Regions from separate parts of the Mus musculus genome. Here region 1 is linked to region 2. A link is a contact called in public Hi-C data. All regions are on one chromosome and are shown on one strand. The core of a region is the stretch at or near the end of the contact, and the rest is flanking DNA. Distances in the headings are between cores, read along the strand shown. Region 1 holds the start of St7 (suppression of tumorigenicity 7). Region 2 overlaps Gm4876 (predicted gene 4876).

Region 1 (5,111 bases), core at 2,485-4,984, 580 kb after region 2:
ATATTTCATCAATGCAACATACGTTTTGGGCTGGGGAGATGGCTCAGTTGGAAAATGTGTGTGTCTTGCAAGCATGAGGATTCAATTCAATATCCATAATCAAAAGCAATCAAAAGCAAGGCACGGTGTTGTGTGCTTGTCATCCTGGCACTGGAGAAACCTGTAGGAGGACCAGCAGTCTCAATTAATCTGCACCCCCGAGATCTCTCAGACACTGGACTTACAAGGCTACTTACAGAAGGAAGTGTTTACTTTGACTACTTAGAGTTTCAGCAGGTTAGAGTCCATGATGGTCAAGTGAAGGCATGGTGGCAGACAGTCAAGTGTTCATATCTTGATATGCAAGTAGCAGGCAGAGAGTCTCACTGGGACGGCTTTAATCATCTTTTCAAAGTCTGCCCTTGTTGACACACCTCCTCCAACAAGGCCACAACTCCTAATTCTTCCCAAATAGAGCCATTCTTTTATTATTATTATTATTATTATTATATTTATTTTTTTGAAACAGGGTTTCTCTGTATAGCCCTGGCTGTCCTGGAACTCACTCTGTAGACCACCAGGCTGGCGGAAACTCAGAAATCTGCCTGCCTCTGCCTCCCAAGTGTTGGGATTAAAGGCATGCATCACCACTGCCGGGCAATAAGTGCTATTCTTACTCAAACTACCATAGGAATGATAACCAAAGTTGTCCTCTCGCCTCCACATGCACATACATTATCCATGTATCACCATCACACAATTTTGTTATTGTGCAAGCATCATAGAGCACTCATACTGAGGTGGCTACAATGTCACTCTATAATATTCTGCAATGACTACCATTGTATATGAGGTCCAATCATTTTCCCAAGCCTTGCTATACAGTGCATGCCTGTATATAAATCAGTCTAAGAAGAATTTAGGAATATGTTGTTTTAACACAATTCCCAAGGGTCTCTTAACTCATGTTATCTAATTCAGATATGACTATGCCCATAGTACAAACATTCAAAGAAGCTTACCATAAAGGAAAACCCATTAGATCTCAAAATTGAGCTTTGAGTTAAATCTGTTTGTTAGGAATGGGAATGTAAGGTTATTTGTAAATGGAAGATCTTGTTTCTCTCTTCATTCCTTTACATGACCTTGAGTGTTTATTGAACGCCATGTGACAAACAGTACTGTATGTGCTAGGAGGTGAGGGAAACTAAAATTAACCACAAGTTGCTTCACACTAACGGCCCTACTTTACTGGCAGAGAAAAGCGTGGCGTGTGCAGGTCATGCATAGCACTATTGGTATATATTTCATTCAGTCTATACCAGGTCCCTTTGGAATAGGAACAAAGGAATCCACAGTACAGATGAATAAACTGTGTAGCTCAAGGGCCATTAGCAACTTTCAAGAAGCATCCCACTAGTGATTGGCAAAATCATGAATAAAGCCCTATACCTAGTAGGCCTATGCTGTAATGGCCCACTACTAGCCTCCTGGTGCTGCATCTTTCAGAAAAGGATGAGTGGTGTGATGGTCTGATGGAATTGGTGTGTCAAAAGAGGTCGTACATCAATGGAATCTCTGAAAAATCTGCTAATAGGAACATGTTGCCTGGCTGGGAAGGGCAGCCAGAGAAATATATGACAGGTAGTATGGAGCAGGAGGACAAAAGTGCCCGGCAAAATACTATATGCCATCTACATATCATTTTTAGATAGATGATGATGAGGTGGTGGTAGTAAAATTGGTGGTAGGAACCCACAACATAGTTCCCTCTAGGTAACAATCAGGCTGTAACTAGAGGCCATTGCTGGGAGAAACACAGAGGTGATCTGAATCTTGATGTCTTAAGGCCCAGTATAGAATGGAGAAGAGAAAGGAGAGGAAGGAGGGGTTGGTTGACTGGGGAATTGGCTTATGAAGAATATAGTATGAGAAGTTCCATGAAAGTCTTGGAGAACCAGAGAGTAGGTAGCGCCGCTCAGGCTAATTTCAAAGAATGACCCATGGTAGGGAAGGGGAGCTTAGATTACAACCTACAGTTGGAGTCTGGAGGCCTGAAGGTGGCACTGGTCCAAGTCCTGGAGTCTAAAGCCTGGAGTTCTCATGGCCAATGTCAACAGAAGAAGAGGTCAAAATGCCTCTTCTGTGGTAGAAGGAGAGTACATTCTCTCTAGTTCTATGGTCTCCAGGTTCTTGAATGGTACTCACACACACTGAAGGTGAACATTCCCCATCAAATGTGCTCACACTCACTTCTCAGTCTCTTCTGGAAAGACCCTCGCAGGCAATCCCCAAACCACTCCTTAGTGCAATTGAGTTTGCCACCTGGAACTGTCACAAACAGGCCCCACATCTACAAATTAACTCAGCCTGTTTTACTATGGAAGAAACTACAAGTCCTTGTAGGAGCAGAAAGGTGTAACACCTCTCCACACCCACTGTAAGGGCCGCAGCCAACACTCCCATATATCAGGATGCAAAAGAAAAAGCATGATAAATGAAGCCTGAAAGAATTTGAGAAACCTCTTTTCGTTCAGGTAATAACGTGAAGGTGACAGGCTGAGGGGAAAGGTCTCGCAAAGCCGGCATGTCCACATTCTTGGCCTCTCCCTAACATTCTTTCTTCTGGAGGTTTTTGAGGTAGAGTGTCCTGGAATGAGGGGCTTCAAAGGAGGAGGGGGAAGGGAGAAAAGATCGAGCTTTCCATGTTTTATAGTTTAGTCTGAGGGAGATGCATTCTGATTTCTACAATGCACCTTGAAGTAGGGGAATTTTGGTTTCCGGGAACTGGCTTTGCTTTGGGGGACACACAAGGTATGAAAAAAGGACAGGAGCTCAGAGACACCTTGCTTCTGAGGCCTTTCCAATTCCCTTCCATTCAAGGCAGCCAGCACGCCAGCACAAGGTGTCCCATTTTGAGGTAATGCATTCTGAGCTTAATCATGAGCAATATAAAAATTATAATAAGGTAAGCTGTTCAGTGATGAATTTTAATGTCTTGGTTATAGTTGGGAAAGTCTGCGTTTGCTTCATTTAACATTGAATACATTAAAAGTCAAGAAACAGACTCGGAGCTAGCACCTAAAGCCTTGTGTAAAATATACTATTTTATTTAACCGTGGGAAAATGTTCATAATGTGGTTTTATTTTTATTCATTTTTCATTAGGTTCTGATGAAGTACGCCAAAGTTAAACTAGGGAATTGCTTATATGTTAAAAACAAAAACAAAACGAGTAAAGACTTGTTTGAATGGCGATCACTTGGAAAATAGGAAGAAAAAGAAATACGTATGTTGTCAGTTTCTCTGGAAAACCCTTCACCGTGCTGTTTGGGAAAAACAAAACAAATAGCAGAAGCTAGTACAAAGGGAACCAAAATTTCTCTTCAGGCCTAATGAGCAGGAGTGCATCTCTTCTAGCTCGTCTGGATTTCATTGATACCTTTAAGCCCCAGTCCTGGGAGACACAGCTTTAAGACTCCTGGAAACCTTGTTTACGTCCTGGAAATCTTGATTGCAACCGAATTCTGACTCCACTTTAAGGTAGACCTAGGAACGCTTTGGGCCTCAGTTTCCCTCCGTCTATCACCCCAGGACCTGGCAACTGTTGCAGGCTCCCCCCCCAGACATTACAAAGTGTGTGGAGCACGCCCGGCTCTCGGAAGCGCTCTACACCCGCGAGCTGTTACGTCAGTGGGTCCCTCGGCGGCGCCCGGGCTGTCCTCCTAAAATACTAGTACAAGAAGTATAAATGGCCCGGGAGAGTGCAGGGACCGGGCCCACGTGACCGCTCCACGAAGGCCACCGGCGGGGGCTCGGAGCGCAGGCCGCGCGCTTTCCCGCCGCATCCGGGCGCCGGGCGAGCTCCGGGGACGCCGGGCCCTGGCGGCGGCGGCGGCTCGAGCCGTGCCTCGGGCGGGTGAATCATCCCGGCCGACAGCGAGCGCCGCGGCGGCCCGTAGCAGCGCCGGAAGATGGCCGAGGCGGGCGCGGGCTTCCTGGAGCAGCTCAAGTCCTGCATCGTGTGGTCGTGGACCTATCTGTGGACCGTGTGGTTCTTCCTCGTGCTCTTCCTGGTCTACATCCTGAGGGTGCCCCTGAGGATCAACGACAACCTGAGCACAGGTCAGGCCCGGCCCGGCCCGGCCCGGCTCCGCTCGGCCGCCCCTCCCCCGCCCCGGGAAAGTTAGTGCAAAGTCGCGCGGCGGGGTCGCGGCCGGCGGGGACGCGCGCTCCGGGACGCGCCGCCTCAGGTGGCCGCCGCAGCCCCGCGGCCTTCGCGAGTCCCACCCCCACCCCCGCGCGCGGAGTGTCCCCTTCCGTCCCCGCGGGTCCCCGCCGAGCCCCGGGAGCTCGCGAGTCTCGCCGGCGCTCGAGCGTCCGAACCGCGCCGAGGAGGCATGTCCTGCTCCCGGCTGCGCCGCCAGGGCCCACGCATGGCTCGGGCCGAGGGCGCGCGCGAGTGGAGAGAGAGCCTTGTCCCGGAGGGTGTCGCTGTGGTGTGGACGGGGAGGGCATGTCCGTAGGTCCCTCTAGGAGCGTGGATGACGTGTCAGGTCACCCAACGGAATGTCGAGGGGACACGCGGACCGCGCGCGGGGAATCTGGAATGTCTGACGTCCCCAGCTGAAGTTGTCCTGTTCTCGGCTGAGCCCTCTCTAAAGCGCGCGGGGCTAAACAAGTGTGCATGTATGTGGTGACTGTGGTCCTGATAAACTTGCAGCAGGCCACCCCAGATGTTAAAAACCAAGGAGGGCAAACTTAGGCTAAGGACACCCCAGAGACAATTCAGAAACAAAATGCACGTTGAAGGAAGGCTTACAGCCCTTTGAGTCTGCAAATTTTATTGCACACTACGCTGGGAAGTCTTTACAGTTCTGACTTATTTACAGACATAGATACACATTCACATATATCTGTCTTCTGTTATTTTAATTTGCATTGTCTACAATACCAAGGTTGGAAATGAATTTCCCATGACCATAACTGGAAATGGAGGACCAGTGGGAAGTGGACCCTTTTAGATGCTTGCCACAATGTACTCATTTTGTTTAACATTATAAACCTCCTTTAATGTGAACCTGTTGCTGACTATGTTTGTTTCATAGTATCCTTTGGATGGTCTTTTTGGGA
Region 2 (5,071 bases), core at 2,100-4,599:
AGTCAAGTGTTGCATTTTTAGTTGTTTTGGGAGGATTTTTTTTTTTTTTGAGACGGTGTCTCACTAGGTAGCCCAGACTAGTCTACCTCAAACTCTCAGTTCTGTGTCAGCCTTCCAAATGTTAAGCTTTCAAGTGGTGTGCCCCATTATGCCTAGCTATAAATAGGATCTTATAAAATTTCCTAAGTATTTTTGGGTCTGGATTCTAGATTATTAGCAGACTTTGTATGCGTGGGTTTTTTCTTCAGTTTGAATCTGGGTTGGTTGTTTTGTTTTGAGATAGGGTCCCATGTATCTTAGGATGGCCTCAGAATCGCTACATAGACAAAGATGACCTTGCACTTCTGATCGTCGTTGTCTCTTTCTCCAAGTGCTGGGGTTTCACCAGTATACCCTGGACCTGTTTTATGTTGTTTCTTGGTCAAATTCAGAGTTTTGTGCGTGCTGAGCACACATCCTGCGCATTGTCCTTGCCCCCACTCTGAATGTTTGTGTCTTAGTAATCTTAGTTTTTCTGACCCATGATCAGGGTGTTTGGTTTGGTGTTTTGTTTGTTTGTTTTCAGTTACTGTTGAGTACTGCTGCTCTGTGTGTGAGAAGCACACACACACACACACACATACACACATACATAGAGACACACTCATACATAGAGGCACACTCATGGAATAGATCCCTAAGTACTTACTCAACAAGCACACTGAATCCCATCTGCATTCTGGCTCCTCCGATGGTGAAAAGCACCGTTTGGAGTTTGAACACACAGAACGGTGTGAAAGTTGTCATCCAATTCAGCATACAATGCCCTGGTGAAATACACCACTTTACTCTTATCTTTGCCTTGGTTTGCCTTAAATAGTAGAGATATTTTCCAGTCCATTTTGACTATAATGTTTAATGCCCCCCCCCCCCATTGGCAAAGTGAGGCTAAAGCAGAATAGACTCTTCCCAAGTCCTCCGGCTGGCTGTCCCAATGCCTCTGACTGAGACAGAATGAGGGTGACACTAAGTGTCATTCACTAAGAATAATTACATGTATCTATCATGGAACAAATGAAATGTGGGGATGGTGTAGATCCACCAGGCCTGGATCTCCCCTCAGTAGTTAGTTTGCCCTTGCAGTATAAGATTGTGGCCTCCTTGTCTAAGAGGTGCTCAAGATACCTGGACATGTTTGTTGTTAGTTGATGCCCATGTTTGCTTCTGTTGCTATGATAAACACCATTACCATAAACAGTTTCAGAGGGCATTTGGCTTACAGATTAGAATCCCTTATTGAGGGAAACTCAGAAAGGATCCTAGAGCCAGAAACTGAAACAGACTTTGGAGAAATGTTTCTACCATCTTGTTCCTTTTGCCTTTCTTACACAACTCAGGCACATTTGCCTAGGAATGATACCGCCCACAGTGGGCTGGGCCCGCCTTCATCCATTAGCAATAAAAGAAAATGCCTCATACACACATCTCTTTTCAAGAGTCTACAACACTGGTTCTCAACCTGTGTGTTGCGGCCCTTTCACTGGGGTCTCAAGGCCATCTGAAAACAGGTAATTACTTTACCATTTGTAGGAGCAATGAAAATACTCCTATGGCTGGGGCTTAAGCACAACCTGAGGAACTGTACTAAAAGGTCACAGGCTTAGGAAGGCTGAGGACTACTAACTACTGTGGAAGCAATAAGCAAATGCTAGAAGAGGCAACTGACCAGTGAAGCAACAGAGCGATCTTCCCAGGCTGGGGGGAGGGGGGGATAGAACCCTGACTGAGCTCCCTTACTACAAAATCCAACACTAAGCAATTCCCTGGAAGTTGAAAATGGAAGTTTTAAATCTAGATTTGTGTGTTTCTTTTACTAAATGTGAACCATGTAGAACATTTTTTTTAAATTCTAATTACCTGGTATTGATAGATTAATATTCTTTTTCTCATTAAAAAATCATTCTAGGTCAGTTCTCAGAAGCAGATCTTACAGGGTTTTTGGTTTTGTTTTGTTTTTTTTTTTGTTTGTTTGTTTTTTTATGCCTGGTACGGCATGAATTTGACAACCACATCATTACAGTTCACAGTAGCAAAAGGCTCACTAAGAGAGAGTGTAGAACAATTGCTGGTACTTAGGCAATACCAGAGGTGTCCTCTTTCTCCACAAAAGCCATCATCTTGGATATTAAAAGACATGACAGTGATCTCTGCTTTTCCTGTCCTCCAAACAGCAGTGGGAACTCAAGAGCAGTGGGTTCAGTGAGGAAGGAGAAGGGGGAAATGTCTTGGGGTCCAGGAAATTCAAAGGAAGATGCAGACTCAGCATCAGCTTCTACACAGTGGTCCATGAGAGATGCTTCATACCCTCCCTGGATGCTCATTGATTGTGAACTACTTCAGGGAGGCTGCACGTACACTGTTCATCTCTAAATAGAACAATCTTGGATACAAATAGGATTTGAGAAAGTGATGTTTTGCATATATATATAAATATGTATATATATATATATATATATATATATATATATATATATATATATATGTAATTTCCACTGATGGAATCCCAGTCGCTCAGGTGTCCTGTTGGCCTTCACATTTGGGACATTTTTAACAATTTTTTTTGTTTTTAACTTCTTATTGTATATGAATTATACACCATGCACCCCCAATCCCACTCATCTCGTCACCCCTTTACAGCATCTATATCTCAAGTCCTGGGGTATCTTCTCCATCCTTGCAACCTCCCCTCAAAAAATAGAAATAAAAATAAAAAAATTAAAACCTCAAAATCAAAACAAAACAAAACAAACAACAACAAAAATCTCACTGTGGAAGCTGCAGTGTGTCACAATGTGTCACACGGGTATTCCTTTGGCCAAACCTCTTTACTTCCAAATGTTCATTGCAATGAGTCTGGTTTGAGGCCTCTGGCTTCTGCTATACTATCAATACTGGAATCTCACTGGGGTTTCTCTCAGATATCCTGTTGTCGGTCTGTGTCGTGGAAACTCTGCAGCTTTGGATCTGCAGGACTGGCCCCTTCACACACTCCAGCATTTCACAGATGGGGCAGATGTTGGGGTGAGCATATTCAAAGCCCTGGATCTGGGCCTGGGTTGGAGTTGCTGAACCCATCAGCTTTCCTGTACCCAAGCCACCAGGCTAGGTCTACTGTGCTGCCCAGGTGAAGCGCGGGGGCTTTCTGCTTATTTTAAACAAGATATTACAGATTGTCTCTTTTTAATAAGTCCTGACCATACTGCAGTGTCTGGTCTTTAAGCATAGATTTCCAAATTGACTCAAGTGTTTCAGACGAGTTTCACCATAGGCAAGAGAGTCAGGGTTGAGTCATTCTTAAGCAATTTGTAACACGTAGTGTTTAAGCTCTTCCAACTTTGCTATGGTAACCAAAGAGACACCACCACCCAAGAACAGTTTTAAGTTCTCATCTTAAAATGACCTGGCATATCTGAACTTGTCTTCTGAGTTTGTCTGTAACTCTTTAGAACACTTAAGACTGTCCCTGACTGCATAAAAAATGCCTTTCCTGACCCCTGGTAACTGTTCAATGTTAACTCTTGACTTTACTGAGTGCTTACCTGTGTGAAAAGGCCTGCTTCCTTGTGTTGTGTAGATAGAAGTTTTAGCACACAACCTGACAGGCATTGTGGTTTGATTAATAGGGTGTGTTGTTTTGGTTTTTCATATATTTACCGGTGCTTAAATAACTGTGGCTAATTATTCTGTCCTTTCATGGGAAGCAAGTCATCGTAGCTTCTATTTAATCTGATAATATATTTTGAAACAATCAAAACAAAATGCCATTAACCTTTATGGTTGTTTTGAATGGCATTTTAAATGACATTTATAAAGGCTGTTATTGATCTTTCTTCGATGTGCATTTCCACAGGATGTCTTGCCCTTCACCCAGTAACAAAAGCACCTTCTACCCAGTTACCATTGCTAGTCAACCGCTATTGCATGTAGACACGTTGGAGTCAATTCTCCATAAATAACATCTGACTGAGGACTGGGATACCATGGTAGAATTCAAAAGAAATCTGGGCTTAGGAGTCAAAACAGACACATGGGGAGATCCCATGGAATCTCCTCTCCAGTTACAGCTGGATAGGAAGGAAGGCAAGGGGACTGGATTTTAGGAAGATGGAAAAATCAGCACAAGTGTTGTATGAAAATCCATGTGTTTGTTGAGGTCATCACACAACAACAACAACAACAACAAAAGGGAAGAAAGCATGAGCCAGGGACTGACATTATCAAAGAACGTGGAGAAAATTTCTGAAGTTTAACAGAAAATGGAGACTCATATGTACTCAAAGATCCCACATCCTTGGATTATGTGGGGATATAATCACACACTCCAGCACTCTAGCCTGAAGTGCCCTTTTTCCCTCTCGCTGTACTATCGAATGCTCAAGTAGCTTTGTCTAATTAGTTTGCCCTTTCATTGGGAGCATGCCATTGGAGTCGCTAGTTAACACAATAATTAATTTTTAAACATTCACAACAAAAAATGGAATAGAATGATTGGAAAAGAAATAGGGGGTAAAGTCTAAGGCCGCTATATCATGCTTAAAGAAAACTGTGACTCTCAAAAATCAAAAGAAACTAGTACAAATAAGAGAGACTGCCTAAGGAAAGCAACTACCTACTTCTCAGGCACTGCAACCAACCTGCCTGGGAGGGGCACCAGAGACTTTGAGATAGATCTAGGAGTTCAATTCAGCCACGAAATGAAGAGGCGTTGGTTATAGGGGAGTCTCCAGTTCACAGCAGTTAAGATTTCTGAGTATAAAGAGGAATTCAGGAACAGAGGGGATCAGATGAGGAGACTAACGAAGCTGAATGGGTGTCTGGTTTCCAAATGAGCCTGACAAGTCTGGATGCCTGGGATAAAAGGGGCTGGCAGACCTGCTGAAGTTCAGCCCCAGTAGTTTCCTAGAAAAAGGTGAGCAATCAGGAATGCCGGAGCAATAATTGAAAACAACTGAGTCTCTGTAGATGTAAACGGGACTGCCATCCAACCAGAGTCGTCTCCCATGAATTTCTGTCATTCTGTCCACTCTGCTGT

The links. A called contact is a pair of places that touch in the nucleus more often than the background predicts.
Region 1: a Hi-C map of muscle stem cells shows a contact between it and region 2, with 4 times the contacts expected there. The contact joins the promoter of St7 here to the enhancer-like site in region 2. A contact is called at or near these places in 7 of 39 promoter capture datasets (the 3T3-L1 cell line, the C10 cell line, cranial neural crest and 4 more), 4 of 484 Hi-C or Micro-C datasets (cerebral cortex, cortical neurons, embryonic stem cells and 1 more) and 3 of 115 datasets of contacts at active chromatin or transcription factors (embryonic forebrain, embryonic limb bud and pancreatic cancer cells).

What each region holds. Positions count from the first base shown.
Region 1 is chr6:17,690,260-17,695,370 of GRCm38.p6, forward strand. St7 (suppression of tumorigenicity 7) reads left to right here and starts at 3,735. Exons shown (of 16, transcript NM_001289624.1): 1 at 3,735-4,103. The coding sequence starts at 3,953.
Region 2 is chr6:17,106,077-17,111,147 of GRCm38.p6, forward strand. The region is part of intron 1 of Gm4876 (predicted gene 4876); the gene reads right to left. Among named protein-coding and RNA genes, the nearest start is that of Gm15473, 43 kb to the left of the region's middle. Within about 2 kb of position 3,350, at least 85 of the 459 cell types and tissues checked have an H3K27ac peak or open chromatin away from gene starts, as enhancers often do. A contact at or near this core is called in muscle stem cells and pancreatic cancer cells, where this site is marked.